Regions from separate parts of the Mus musculus genome. Here regions 2, 3 and 4 are each linked to region 1. The links are chromatin contacts, called in public HiChIP or PLAC-seq maps. All regions are on one chromosome and are shown on one strand. Each heading gives the region's core, a stretch centred on a gene start, on an enhancer-like site or on the middle of the called end of the contact. The rest is flanking DNA. Distances are from core to core; before and after follow the strand shown. Region 1 overlaps Grap2 (GRB2-related adaptor protein 2). Region 2 has its middle 6.2 kb from the start of Gm46521. Region 3 overlaps Cacna1i (calcium channel, voltage-dependent, alpha 1I subunit). Region 4 overlaps Tab1 (TGF-beta activated kinase 1/MAP3K7 binding protein 1).

Evidence for each region. HiChIP or PLAC-seq counts read pairs in DNA pulled down with a chosen protein or histone mark.
Region 2: an H3K4me3 HiChIP or PLAC-seq map of bone marrow-derived macrophages shows a contact between it and region 1, with 5 times the contacts expected there. The contact joins two enhancer-like sites. A contact is called at or near these places in 4 of 484 Hi-C or Micro-C datasets (B cells, adipose-derived mesenchymal stem cells, bone marrow-derived macrophages and 1 more), 3 of 115 datasets of contacts at active chromatin or transcription factors (the HPC-7 cell line, bone marrow-derived macrophages and pancreatic cancer cells) and 1 of 9 other capture datasets (embryonic stem cells).
Region 3: a contact with region 1 is called in a BATF HiChIP or PLAC-seq map of CD8 T cells, with 5 read pairs. The contact joins two enhancer-like sites. A contact is called at or near these places in 1 of 15 datasets of contacts at CTCF or cohesin (the NIH/3T3 cell line), 3 of 484 Hi-C or Micro-C datasets (B cells, bone marrow-derived macrophages and nephron progenitors), 7 of 115 datasets of contacts at active chromatin or transcription factors (CD8 T cells, effector CD8 T cells, embryonic basal ganglia and 4 more) and 2 of 9 other capture datasets (embryonic stem cells and macrophages).
Region 4: a contact with region 1 is called in a FOXA1 HiChIP or PLAC-seq map of pancreatic cancer cells. The contact joins two enhancer-like sites. A contact is called at or near these places in 3 of 39 promoter capture datasets (the 3T3-L1 cell line, hippocampal neurons and neural stem cells), 1 of 115 datasets of contacts at active chromatin or transcription factors (pancreatic cancer cells) and 1 of 9 other capture datasets (macrophages).

What each region holds. Positions count from the first base shown.
Region 1 is chr15:80,637,859-80,640,655 of GRCm38.p6, reverse strand. It overlaps Grap2 (GRB2-related adaptor protein 2), which reads right to left. Exons shown (of 8, transcript NM_001289442.1): 4 at 2,092-2,211. Among named protein-coding and RNA genes, the nearest start is that of Mir6957, 6.8 kb to the left of the region's middle. Within about 2 kb of position 1,410, at least 80 of the 459 cell types and tissues checked have an H3K27ac peak or open chromatin away from gene starts, as enhancers often do. A contact at or near this core is called in CD8 T cells, the HPC-7 cell line, bone marrow-derived macrophages and 1 more, where this site is marked.
Region 2 is chr15:80,218,041-80,220,740 of GRCm38.p6, reverse strand. No RefSeq gene overlaps it. Among named protein-coding and RNA genes, the nearest start is that of Gm46521, 6.2 kb to the left of the region's middle. Within about 2 kb of position 1,305, at least 161 of the 459 cell types and tissues checked have an H3K27ac peak or open chromatin away from gene starts, as enhancers often do. A contact at or near this core is called in the HPC-7 cell line, bone marrow-derived macrophages and pancreatic cancer cells, where this site is marked.
Region 3 is chr15:80,318,025-80,320,891 of GRCm38.p6, reverse strand. It overlaps Cacna1i (calcium channel, voltage-dependent, alpha 1I subunit), which reads right to left. Exons shown (of 37, transcript NM_001044308.2): 3 at 422-533. Among named protein-coding and RNA genes, the nearest start is that of Gm31319, 30 kb to the right of the region's middle. Within about 2 kb of position 1,406, at least 53 of the 459 cell types and tissues checked have an H3K27ac peak or open chromatin away from gene starts, as enhancers often do. A contact at or near this core is called in CD8 T cells, where this site is marked.
Region 4 is chr15:80,136,493-80,139,342 of GRCm38.p6, reverse strand. All of the region lies in intron 1 of Tab1 (TGF-beta activated kinase 1/MAP3K7 binding protein 1), which reads right to left. Gm31253 (a long non-coding RNA gene) reads left to right here. Exons shown (of 3, transcript XR_384256.4): 1 at 1-2,850. Among named protein-coding and RNA genes, the nearest start is that of Tab1, 4.8 kb to the right of the region's middle. Within about 2 kb of position 1,287, at least 61 of the 459 cell types and tissues checked have an H3K27ac peak or open chromatin away from gene starts, as enhancers often do. A contact at or near this core is called in pancreatic cancer cells, where this site is marked.

The sequences.
Region 1 (2,797 bases), core at 161-2,660:
ACAAGTTTGATTGGGGCTGGAGAGTTGGTTTGGTGGTTAAGAGTACAGGATGCTCTTCCAGAGACCTGGGGTTGGATTCCCAGCATCCAGTTTCAGGAAATCAATCGCCCCCTTCTGCCTTCCACATGCACTTCATATACACGGTATGCAGACATACATGCAAAATCCATACACACAAAATTTTACCAAAAAAAAATAGGGTTGGTTGGCTTATTTATAGACCAAATTTTCTCTAATGAAGATCCAAGGAGTTTAGACTTTGGGATATTAATATTGGCTTGAGCTAATATTTAGGACTGCCCGACATATGAAATTTTAGTTAAGGAGAATTAGGAGCATAGACCTAGTGACAAGTCTCTGTGGGTGTGATGGTTTGAATAAGAATGGTCCCCATAGGCTCATGTATTTAAATGCTTAGTCACCAGTGAATGGCACTACTTGAAAGGATTAAGAGGTGTGGTCTTGTTGGAGGAAGTGTGCCACTTGGGGTGCCTCTCCTTCCTTCTTCTCCACCTCTTTCTCTCTCTTGGCCCACAGAGCAGGATGTAGCTCTCAACTACTTCTCCAGCACCATGTCTGCCTGCTCGCTGCCAGGCTTCCTGTCATGATAATGGACTCACTCTGAAACTGGAAGCCACCCCCCAATGACATGCTTTTGTTAATGAGAGTTGCCTGGTTGTGGTATCTTTTCACAACAACAGATCAGTGACTGAGACAGTGGGTAAAGGTGTCGTCCACCAAGCTTGATTCCCCAAGTTCAGTCTCGGGGACCCATGTGGTAGAAGGAGAGCCTCAATTCCTTAAATATATCTTCTGACCTCCACATGTGCAAATATGTGCCCCAGCTACCACATATGTCACACACACACACACACACACACACACACACACACACACACACACACATTCACTTACACACATACAATATATATATATATATATATATATATATATATATTCTTTTTGTTTTAGCAAGATGTCAAAGTTGATGACATTAAGGAGACAATGTGACAAGGTTGTGACATTAAGTACACTCTGAGGTGAACAAGCCTAGAGACAACTGGCCCATTAGTCCTTCCTGCCTATGCTTTAAAAGTTCCTCTCTCTCTCTAAACAAAGCAGCCAGTTTATCACCAGAGATTAGATTCTCAATAGAAGCAATAAAGCCTCACACCTTTAGAAACCTATCAACTAAGGCGGGGTAGCATTGCCTGTCAATTCACCGGGCAGGGGTGTGAGTTCTGTGTAGGCTCTGGCCTCCTCTGCTAAGAGCTGCATTTCTTGCATTACGTGGTCAAGTCTCTGACTTGCAGTCTTTGACATGCTGACCACACACACTGCCCGCAGAGCTGGGGTTTCTCAGCTTAGGTCTGTGTCACATCCTTGCCTGGACTGAGTCACTTCCTGTAAGGTGCAGCGGTGCAAGGGTTACGGTGTCAAAGTTCTCTCTGATCCCCCTCACCGGGGGCCTCCCTCATCTCTGTTCTGCTCTTTTCGATTTGGCTTTGGCTTTGCCGTGACCCTGCTGGGGGAAAGCAGCCTCGCTCTGGGTCCAGCAGCAGCGTGGGATTTCTGCTCTCCTCTGGCCTTTCTTCAGCCATCTACTGACAGAAACAGACAAGGTTAAGAGATAGCCAAGTGGGAGGTCCTTTCCTTCTTCCTCTCCTACTTCCATAGATGCTTCTTGTGTCTGGCGCTGTCCAGAGCACACATACAAAACATATCAACTTGCTTTCTGAAAATATTTGGGCAGGACAGGGAAACAGATAAATACACACTTGTTTCTTTTTTTCTCTTCAACTTGTTCTTAATATGTAGCCTTGGCTATCCTGGAATTCACTATGTAAACCAGGCCAGCCTTGAACTTACAGAGATCAGCCTTGGCTCTGCCTCTTGAATGCTGGAATTAAAGATATGTATGACCACTACACAGGTCATTTTGAACAGAAATCAGGATGTGGAGGAGCTGAGGAGACATGTTCTGGGGAAGAAATAGTCCAGTAGTTAAAGAGATGCCACCATGTTTCTGACCAGTGGCTGATCTGGCTTCAGCAGGCTGAGAAGGATCAAGGCGGGTTTAGTTGTCAGTACCTGACAGAGATGGAGAAGTCTCCTGGGGAACTCTGGCTGGCCCTGATGATGAAGAATCCAATGTCCTTGCCCATGAGTAAGTTTTCTGCTTGATGTCGAGAGAGGCCTTCATGGAACCACCTATTGCAAGACAGGGTAAAAAGAGTTCTTTGAGACACGTGATGGTGGTGCGGAGGGAGAAGGGACATGGAAAAGAGGTGACTTGAGGGAGGAGGCCAGGGACGGTGAGTCAGGGTTTGGGGCATGCATTCTAAAGATTTATTTATTTATTTATTTATTTAATGTATAAGAGTACACACCATAGCAGTATAGATGGTTGTGAGCCTTCATCTGGTTGTTGGGAATTGAATTTAGGACCTCTGCTTGCTCCGGACAACCCCACTTACTCCAGTCTTGGCCCCGTTCACTTAGTCCCTTCTTGCTCCAGCCCAAAGATTTATTTATTATAATAAATAAGTACACTATCACTGTCTTCAGATGCACCAGAAGAGGGTGTCAGATCTCATTATGGATGGTTGTGAGCCACCATGTGGTTCCTGGGATTTGAACTCAGGACCTTCGGAAGAGCAGTCAATGCTCTTACCTGCTGAGCCATCCTACCAGCCCTGGCATGCATTCTAAAACCTAGCAATGGTGGCTAACTGCTTCCAGGGAAGCAATGTCCACTGCTCTGTAATTGCTCTCTTTGTTCTTGTCCCTCCAGAAG
Region 2 (2,700 bases), core at 56-2,555, 420 kb after region 1:
ACCATATTTCTTGAGGCAGGTTTCCCACCGGACCCCAGAGCTTTCTGATTTACCTAGTCTAGCTCACTTGCTTCGGGGAATTCCTGTCTCCACTTCCTGAGGCTTACAGGTTGACCACCACACCTGCCTGGCATTTACATGAATACTGGGGATTTGAACTCTGGTCTTCGTGCTTGTACAACAAGTACTTTCTCTACTGGGTCCTCTCCCCACCCCCACCAGTGAGCTTTGAGCCCTGCCCCACTTCTTCTGCTTTCCCCAGTTAAAAGAGGGAACTCTGCATAACTTATGTAAATTTGATTTAAATGTGATTTTTGGCTACTGGGCTGGAGTGGTGCACATCTTTAGTGATCTCAGGACTCAGGAGGCAAAGGCAGGTAGATCTGTAAGTTTGAGGCCAGCCTGGTCTAAAGAGAAACCTGTCTCAATAGACAGACAAAAAGTTTCAAAAATTAAATAATGTGTGCCAAGCATGGTGGTGTAGATGTGAGTGTGTGTGAATGTGTGTGTGTGTGTGTGTGTGTGTGTGTGTGTGTGAGTGTGGGGGTGGGGATAGGGAGGTGTACTGTTGGTATTGGTGTTGTCTTAGTATTTACCCCTGGTTGTCTCGGAACTCAATGTGTAGGCTAAACTGGCCTTGAATTCACAGAGATCTGACTGCTTTTCTCTCTGCCTCCTGAGTGCTGGGATTAAAGGTGTGTAATACCGTATCTGAGTGTTTCTTTTTTCTTTGTAGGTTTTTTGTTTGGTTATTTTTGGGGTTTTGTTTTGTTTTTGTTTTAGACTGGGTCACATGCAGTCCAAGCTGGCCTCATACTCCTGGGTTGTTGAGTCATATCTGTCCCAGGCACATAAAAGCCATTCCAAAACATTCCAAAAGAGTAGCTACTGTTTGTGTGTGTGTGTACCTCAGGATACCTCCCCATATCCAGCTGATGGCACTGGATAAATGAGTGGTCAAGACCAGGATGGAGAGGACAGGGAAGTAATCTCAGATGGAAGCTGAGTTCCACACTGGCCCTGCCGAGTCTCAGGAGACCTCGATGCCTTGGGACCCTTGCAACAGGCAGCTGACCAGGGAGCTGGGCGCTGAGTAGGGAGGGCTCCCTGGAGAGGTGCAACCAGCCCTACTTTGTTGGGGATTGAGATCCACAGGCAGAGCAGACAGATTTCTAGGAAGATAAGAAGGTCAGCAGGACAATGAAGAAGCGGGAAGAGGCAAAGAAAAACAGATGAGTCACAGGGGCGAAGGGAAGAAGCCCAGGGAGGAAATGCATGACCCGTGTGTCACGTATACCACATCGAAGGAGGGGGAGGGGCACAGGGGATTTTTAAACCTCCACCAAGCTCAGACTCTGCTGCCAGGCGCATGCGCGCGCGCACACACAACTGCCCACCGCAGCTGGAGACCTGTAATACACACACCCCATCTGACAGATGAGCATCCAGGAGCCGGACGTGAGCAAGGGAGGGCTGCTAGGTGCTGAGGAGACCGGACATAGACAGCTGAGGTGCCAAGGGTGACATCTTGTCCTCATTTCTTTCAGAAAACTATCTGTTCTCTTCCTTGACTAGTAAAGGCTCAACTCTGACTTTCCTAAGCGTCTAAACTGATCTGAGATTCCACCCAAGTCATCCAGATCTGCTCAGGATGGTCAACAGACCTAACGGAAGCCAACAAGATCCAAGCCCAAGAGTTTATTTTGTTTGGGGGTTTTGGTTTTTCAAGACAAGGTTTCTCCGTGTAGTCCTAGCTGTCCTGAAACTCTGACAAGCAGGCTGGCCTCAAACTCAGAAATCCACCTGCCTCTGCCTCTCAGGTGCTGGGATTAAAGGTGTGCATCACCATGCCTGGCTCAGAAAATTTTTAAAGATTTTCATTTGTATTGATTTTTCAAAACAGGGTTTCTCCTGTAGTACTTGCTATCCTGGAACTCTCTGTAGACCAGGTTGGCTTCAAACTCAGGTCCCAAGAGATGCTCCTGCCTCTGACTCCTGAGAGCTGGGATTAAAGGCACACATCACCATCACCTAGCCAAGATTTGTCTTTCTTAATCTTATGAGTATTTTGTCTGTGTCTAAGTAAGGACACTGCAAACTTGTACTGGTGCCCACAGAGACCAGAAGAGAGCTCTAGGTCCCCTGAAACTGGAGTTACACATGGCTGTGGTAACTTGTGGGTGCTGGATATCAAACTCATGTCCCCTTAGAAAGCAACCCTTGTTAAGCTCTGAGCAGTCTCTCCAGGCCCACTAGCTTTACTTTGAGAAAGATCTAGTAAGTAACAAAATCTTGGCTAACCTGGAACTCTGTATGTAGACCAGGATGGCCTCAAACTTATAACAGTGTTCCTACCTCTATCTCTCAAATGCTGAGATTATGGAAGCACACCACCGTGCCCAGCTCAAGCACAAGACTGTGTGCCTGCACAGATGTGCACACAAGCAGATGTGCACTGGTTCACATGTGCATGTAGAGGCTAAGGTCCATGTCCAGTGTCATCTTTAGTCACTTCTCTACCTTGTTTTTAATTTTTTTTATGTATATGAGTACACTGTCGCTGTCTTCAGACACACCAGAAAAGGCATCAGATCCCATTACAGACGGTTGTTAGCCACGTGGTTGCTGGGAATTGAACTCAGGACCTCTGGAAGAGCAGTCAGTGCTCTTAACTACTGAGCCATCTCTCCAGCCCTCCAC
Region 3 (2,867 bases), core at 157-2,656, 320 kb after region 1:
AGACCAGAGAAGCCAAGTCACTTGCCCTGGGTCACACAGCAACTCTGTGCCAGGATTAAAATGAAACTCAGGTCCGGCTCCCAGGGACAGGCATCAAATATTCTACTTCTGTAAAATGGATACGTCCCCAGAGCCCTACTCTGTGGTACCTCACACCGTGCCTACAACCACGCAGATGCCACATCAGGGCCCACGAGTCCACAAGGGAGGAGGTATCAGGGAGCAGAGGCTGGCTGCGGGCAGAGAAATGTAGCCACTGCCTTCGCTGTGTGAATGGGATGGGGTGAGGAGCCTCAGCTGGGAAAACAAAGATGACAGGAGGGGCAATTCTTCAGAAGAGCTGAGGGGCTGAGCTACAGTAGAGCCCTGAGCTTGGAAGAGGACACCCGGCTGGGAGGGAGGGGACGACTGAGAGGCTCACCTGCAGGATCTTGCAGCGGTCTGAGAGGCACTCCATATCGTCACATGGCTGGTACATGCCCAGGGTCACACAGTTCAGCAGGATGACCAGCATGCTCACACACTCGAACCACGTACACCAAGTCAAGGAAGAACTGGTGGTGGAAGCGCGGCCTGGGGCGCCACACTCCTGAATGTGACACCCCAGGAACAGACATGCAGACCGTTTCTGCCCCCCACCCCCAACTCCACCCCCACCCCTGTGGACCTCTCAGTGACCCAGGTCCAAGCTTTCAGAGACAGTGCAGCTGGCCCGCCACACAGGTGCAACCCATGCCACACCCTGCAGGGAACCGAAACCAAATCAAACCACTGAAGCATCCACTGCAGGATGCCTCCAGGTCCCACCCAGGAAGGAGTGGCCCCCAGAAAGGGTCCCCAGACTCAACAGCTCTGATGCCGGCCTTCTCTTCTCCCTCTCCCATCCCTCTGCGGTGGCTTCATGCTTCCCATCCAAGGAATGGGTCTGCACTTCTGAGGCATCCCTGGACATGTTCTCCTGATCTGCCTATCTCTGTGGGGCTGAAGCTCACAGTCACCCTCTGACCGCTGCTCCCAAATCAGCCCAACCCAGAGACCTGGCTTCCCGGGTTCTGCCCCAGCAGAATCCTGCAGCCTGGAGCCAGGGCATCTAGAGATCAGCCCTTCAGGTCAGCCACAGGCCACCAGCAGGATAAGGGGATCCTACAGCCCAGAGAGAAGAGAACTGCCTGCTCATATCCCCCAAATGGCCTCTCCTCTTATACACAAGTCCTCGGGGCTAAGGAGATCTGTGCCCCCCCCCCAAAAAGTGCATCATGGTGAAGAAAAAAAAAAAAGTGAAACCACACAACAGCATAAATGACTGAGGTCAGACTCAGGGGTGAACTGCCAGATGAAGGAGCCTGTCTGATGACTCACTCTCTTCTAGTAGTTTCTCATCTACCAGGAAGCAGACTGACAACCCCTGCCACCAGCTGTACCCACATTCCTGTCCCTGACTCCAGCATTTAGCATCTGGGTACAGAGCTGCTATGTGCTGTCAGAGCAGCCAGCAGTGCCAGAGACCAGGGCCTGCCTGTGAACTCAATTCCCTGCGGTGAGTGGCTCTGGGGTCTCAAGCAAGTTCACAGCAGCTCCTCACTGGAGCTAAGGGGCACCTCACAGGTCCACAGAGGCTGTCCCGACCCCTCTTCTCAGAGTGCCTGCTGTGGCTCCCAGCTTCTCCTGGCTTAAAATCAGAAGCCCTCCACAAAGCTGGCCAGCACGACCTACCCTCTTCTCCTTCCCCCGACTGCCTCCCTCCCAGCCCGTGGTGGCCTGCTTTTCCTGTCTGGTCTCAGGCCATTCAGCCCCACAAGCTCCTCCCCCAGCAGCCCTCCAGCCTGACTCTCTCCCATCTAACGCTCATCCTCTCTGCCCACTTTTGAGCAGAGTCTGGGTCCCTGGGATCTACAAGCACTCAACTCCAACCAGAACAGCATGGAGATGCTCAACCAAGACTTGCCGAGTGAATACATGAGTTTATCTCAAGCTCCCCCCACCCCACCCCCCAGCCACACCAGTTCAACCCCAGCTCGGTGAAGCCACACCAGCCCACCACAGCCAGATGCCAACCACAGTGGACTGGGCCCCTCCTGCCTGCTAAGAGAACTGACCTAGTTTCCATGGCAACAGCCCCCTCTGCTCTCCAGACCCTGCTCACCTTGAAAGCTGACTTCCATGGCCTCTGTCCCTGCCCTGCTCCTTCCTGTCCCTGGCCTGGCTGCCACTCTCCCGCCATAGCCTGTAATTAATTTCAGTCGCTGCCAGGCCCCCTTTGAGCCCTAGCCTTGCTCCAGCAGTAGCTGTGTCATTAATTAACTTTTTTGAAGTTCAAACGTTCTAATTACCAGCGAGCATCCCCGTTCCCCTTGATTCCCTCCCCCCCTTCCCCCATTCATTACCTCCCTCTCATAGCCCAGTTTCTGCTGCCTCTGTCCTTCCTGGAGACCCAGGCCCAAGTGCACCTGATGGGCCCATTCACAGGTGGGGAAAGTCAAGACCCCTCTTTAGATCACGTGGCTGGGTTTTGTCTACATCAGACCTGCTGGGTTCCTCGGCCAGTGTCCCCTCCCGGCCCTTGGTCCTGTGTCTGCAATACTGCCCCTGCCTCCCTGGGGCTGCAGCTCTGGCTCCTGACTCTCCAGTGGGCCCTGTGTGATGTCAGCACTGAGTCCTCAGACTCCTTGATAAAACTAAATTCGATCCAAAGGGGAAACATATTTACACACCTGTGACAGTACACACCTGCAATCCCAGCACTGGGGAGGCTGAGGCAGGAAGTTTGAGGCCGACCAGAGCTACCCAGTAATACCTTGTCAGCACAACTCAAACCAAAACAAGCAGAAGTGGGGTGGAGTCAGGGGTGCGGCTCAGTTGGCCACAAT
Region 4 (2,850 bases), core at 38-2,537, 500 kb after region 1:
AACGGCTCACTACTTGAAATCTGTATTCTTCGGGTGTACTGGCTAGGTTTTGTGTCAGCTGGACACAGATTAGAATTATCAGAAAGGAAGGAGCCTCAGTTAAGGCAATGTCACCATGAGATCCGGCTGTAAGGCATTTTCTCAATTAGTGATCAATGGGGAAAGGCCCAACCCACTGTGAATCGTGCCATCCCTGGGCTGGTAGTCCTGGGTTCAAGCAAGCCAGGCTAGGAGAGCAAGCCAGTAAGCGGCATCTCTCCACGGCCTCTGCATCAGCTCCTGCCTCCAGGTTTCTACTGTTTGGTTTCTTGTCCTGACTTCCTCCAATGATGAACAGCAATATGGAAGTGCAAGCCAAATAAAATAAACCCCTTCCTCCACAACTTGTTTTTTGGTCATGGTGTTTCACAGCAATTGAAACTTAAGACACACATGTAACACACTGACCTCATAACAGTGCCCTAGGACCTGTGACAAATGGGTAGTTCTCCTACACTCTGGGTGCTCTGTCAACAAGAGGCCCAGTAGCCTTGTGCCTCAGACACAAGCCCCAGCAAGTAACCAGCCAAGGCCAGAAGGCCGTGTCGCTGTGAGCCAGGAAGATTTGGCTCTGACTTTACAGACCCACTCAGAAGCATTCTTGCTATGTCGTGGCTGACTGAGCTTTGCGCGTGGTCTCCTGTTCCTCGCTTGTTTTGCCAGGGACTATCCACAAGAATCGTCCACAGAGGATTCTATTAACACGTCTGCCAAGTCTCATCCTTCCTCCACACTGCTCAACAATTTCTGGAAAGGTCGCATATTTGCCACTCACACAAACCACCCACTCCTCCACCCATGCACTAACTGATGCATACTTTCTCCCACGGCTCCAAATGCCAGGCCAAGAGCTCAGGGGGCGCTAGCCCTGGAGAAGCTGAAAAGGGGGTGTTTCACACTCCAAGTCTCAGCACAGAGCAACACACACACACACACACACACACACACACACACACGCACACACACACAGTGAGCACAGGAACCAAGATTCCTCCCTCATTCAAAAGAACAGTTCCTAAAATTCAACAGAAAGTGTGCCGAGTGGCCACATCAAAGGCCCTAATTCCTGCCGGTCTTGTCTTGAGAGGGAGCCCCCTACAGTCCTGCTGTGCTCTGAAAACTCATAGTGACCCTTGTGTGTGTGGCCTCAGAGGCTTCACAAACACCTGTGCATGTTTGTTTAAGAATGAGTTCCTCACATTCTCATGGACTCTTATCGAAATCAAGGTCTGCAGTAATAGTTCCCACACGACTCATCTCAAAACCCCCGGCAGACAAGTGGACAAAGCCCTGTTCCCTGTTCAGGCCACAGCTTGAATATCAAATTATGGCATGAAAAGGCTGAGTGTTTCTGTGGTGAAAGCAATCCATTGCCACAGAGACCAAAAAGAAGCTTGGGGGGGGGGGGGGCAATGGCCCTGGGAAGATGGCTTAGGGTGAGGGACAGCAGTTCCTTCTCTCCAATAAACCTCTTGTATGACCCACTTCTCTGAGGCCAACTCACTCCAGGCTCCCACTGCCTTCCAGAGCTCCATCAAATGCTCTATGCTGCTGTCAGACTCCATGATGGACGCTCACAAGGCTCCTAAGAACTGCGGGATGGTCTCTGCAGACCAGACCAGCAGCTGGACCCCCATCCCAGGCTGGTGAGTAGCTAGTACACCGCTCAGGTATTGACACATGTACGTTGTTCTTTCTTTCCTTCCTTTTCCCCCTATTGCTGGGGATGGAACCTGAGGACTTGTGCACACTCTTCCATGAGCCTTATCACCAGCCCTGGATACACACAGTGTGTGTGTGTGTGTATCCTGAATATATGTTTTTTTCCAGTGGGCACATTTGCTTAGAGACAAGGCCTCATATAGTCAAATTCAAGCCCCTCACCCTCTTGCCCAGCTTCCCAAGTCCCAGGATTACAAGACTGTCCTTACGCTCTGTTTTATGAGGTGCTGGGAATCAAACACAGGTCTTCATGCACATTAGGCACACGACCACCTGAGCGCAGCCCTGCGCTTGTTTAAGGTGCACAGGGGAAAAAGCATAGGCCGCAGCATGTGATCGCATAAATATCATTCCTCAGGACAAACTTCAGTCTAAACACGACTTCAGGGTGACAACATCCTTTGCTTGCTTAAAACTTGGGTTTTTTTTATATTTTGGGGGATATCATCTTACTGTGTTGCCAAGGTTGGCCACAGATGCCTGGACTCAAGTCTAATTCAGCCTCCTGAGGAGCAGGGATTACAGTCATAGTAACAAACCAAATGGATTTTGCTTTTGTTTGAGACAAAGTTTCTCTGTGTAGTTCTATCTGTTCTGGTTTTTACTCTGTAGAACAGGCTGGCCTTGAACTCTCAAAGATCTGCCTGATTCATTAACTATTATTAAATTACACAGAGTCTGTACTTGCTGTTTAGCATCTGTCAGGGCGTGTCGTCGTCATCCCCCACCACCACCCCTGCTCCAGCACAGTGCCTACCACAGGAGGAACACTCAAGGGTCACTGCAAGGCACTGGCTCACTCACAGCAGCACTGAAGACAGAAGTCTGCTGTTGAGGTGTAGAGGGCAACAGGTCCCTGTGCACACTGATAAGCATGAGGGAAACCAGGAATATTGAACACACAGGGTTGTCTCTTCAACAGAAGGCTGCATACCTGCTGTTGCCAGAGAGCTGGGGATGGATACTGTTCACGGCCTGGTGACCTGTGCAGACTGTAGGGCCAGACCACAGCTGCATTCCCCATACTACTGTGTTCATCCCAGACTCCTCCCTAGACCTTCATCCTGAGCACTATTTCTCAGTCACTAG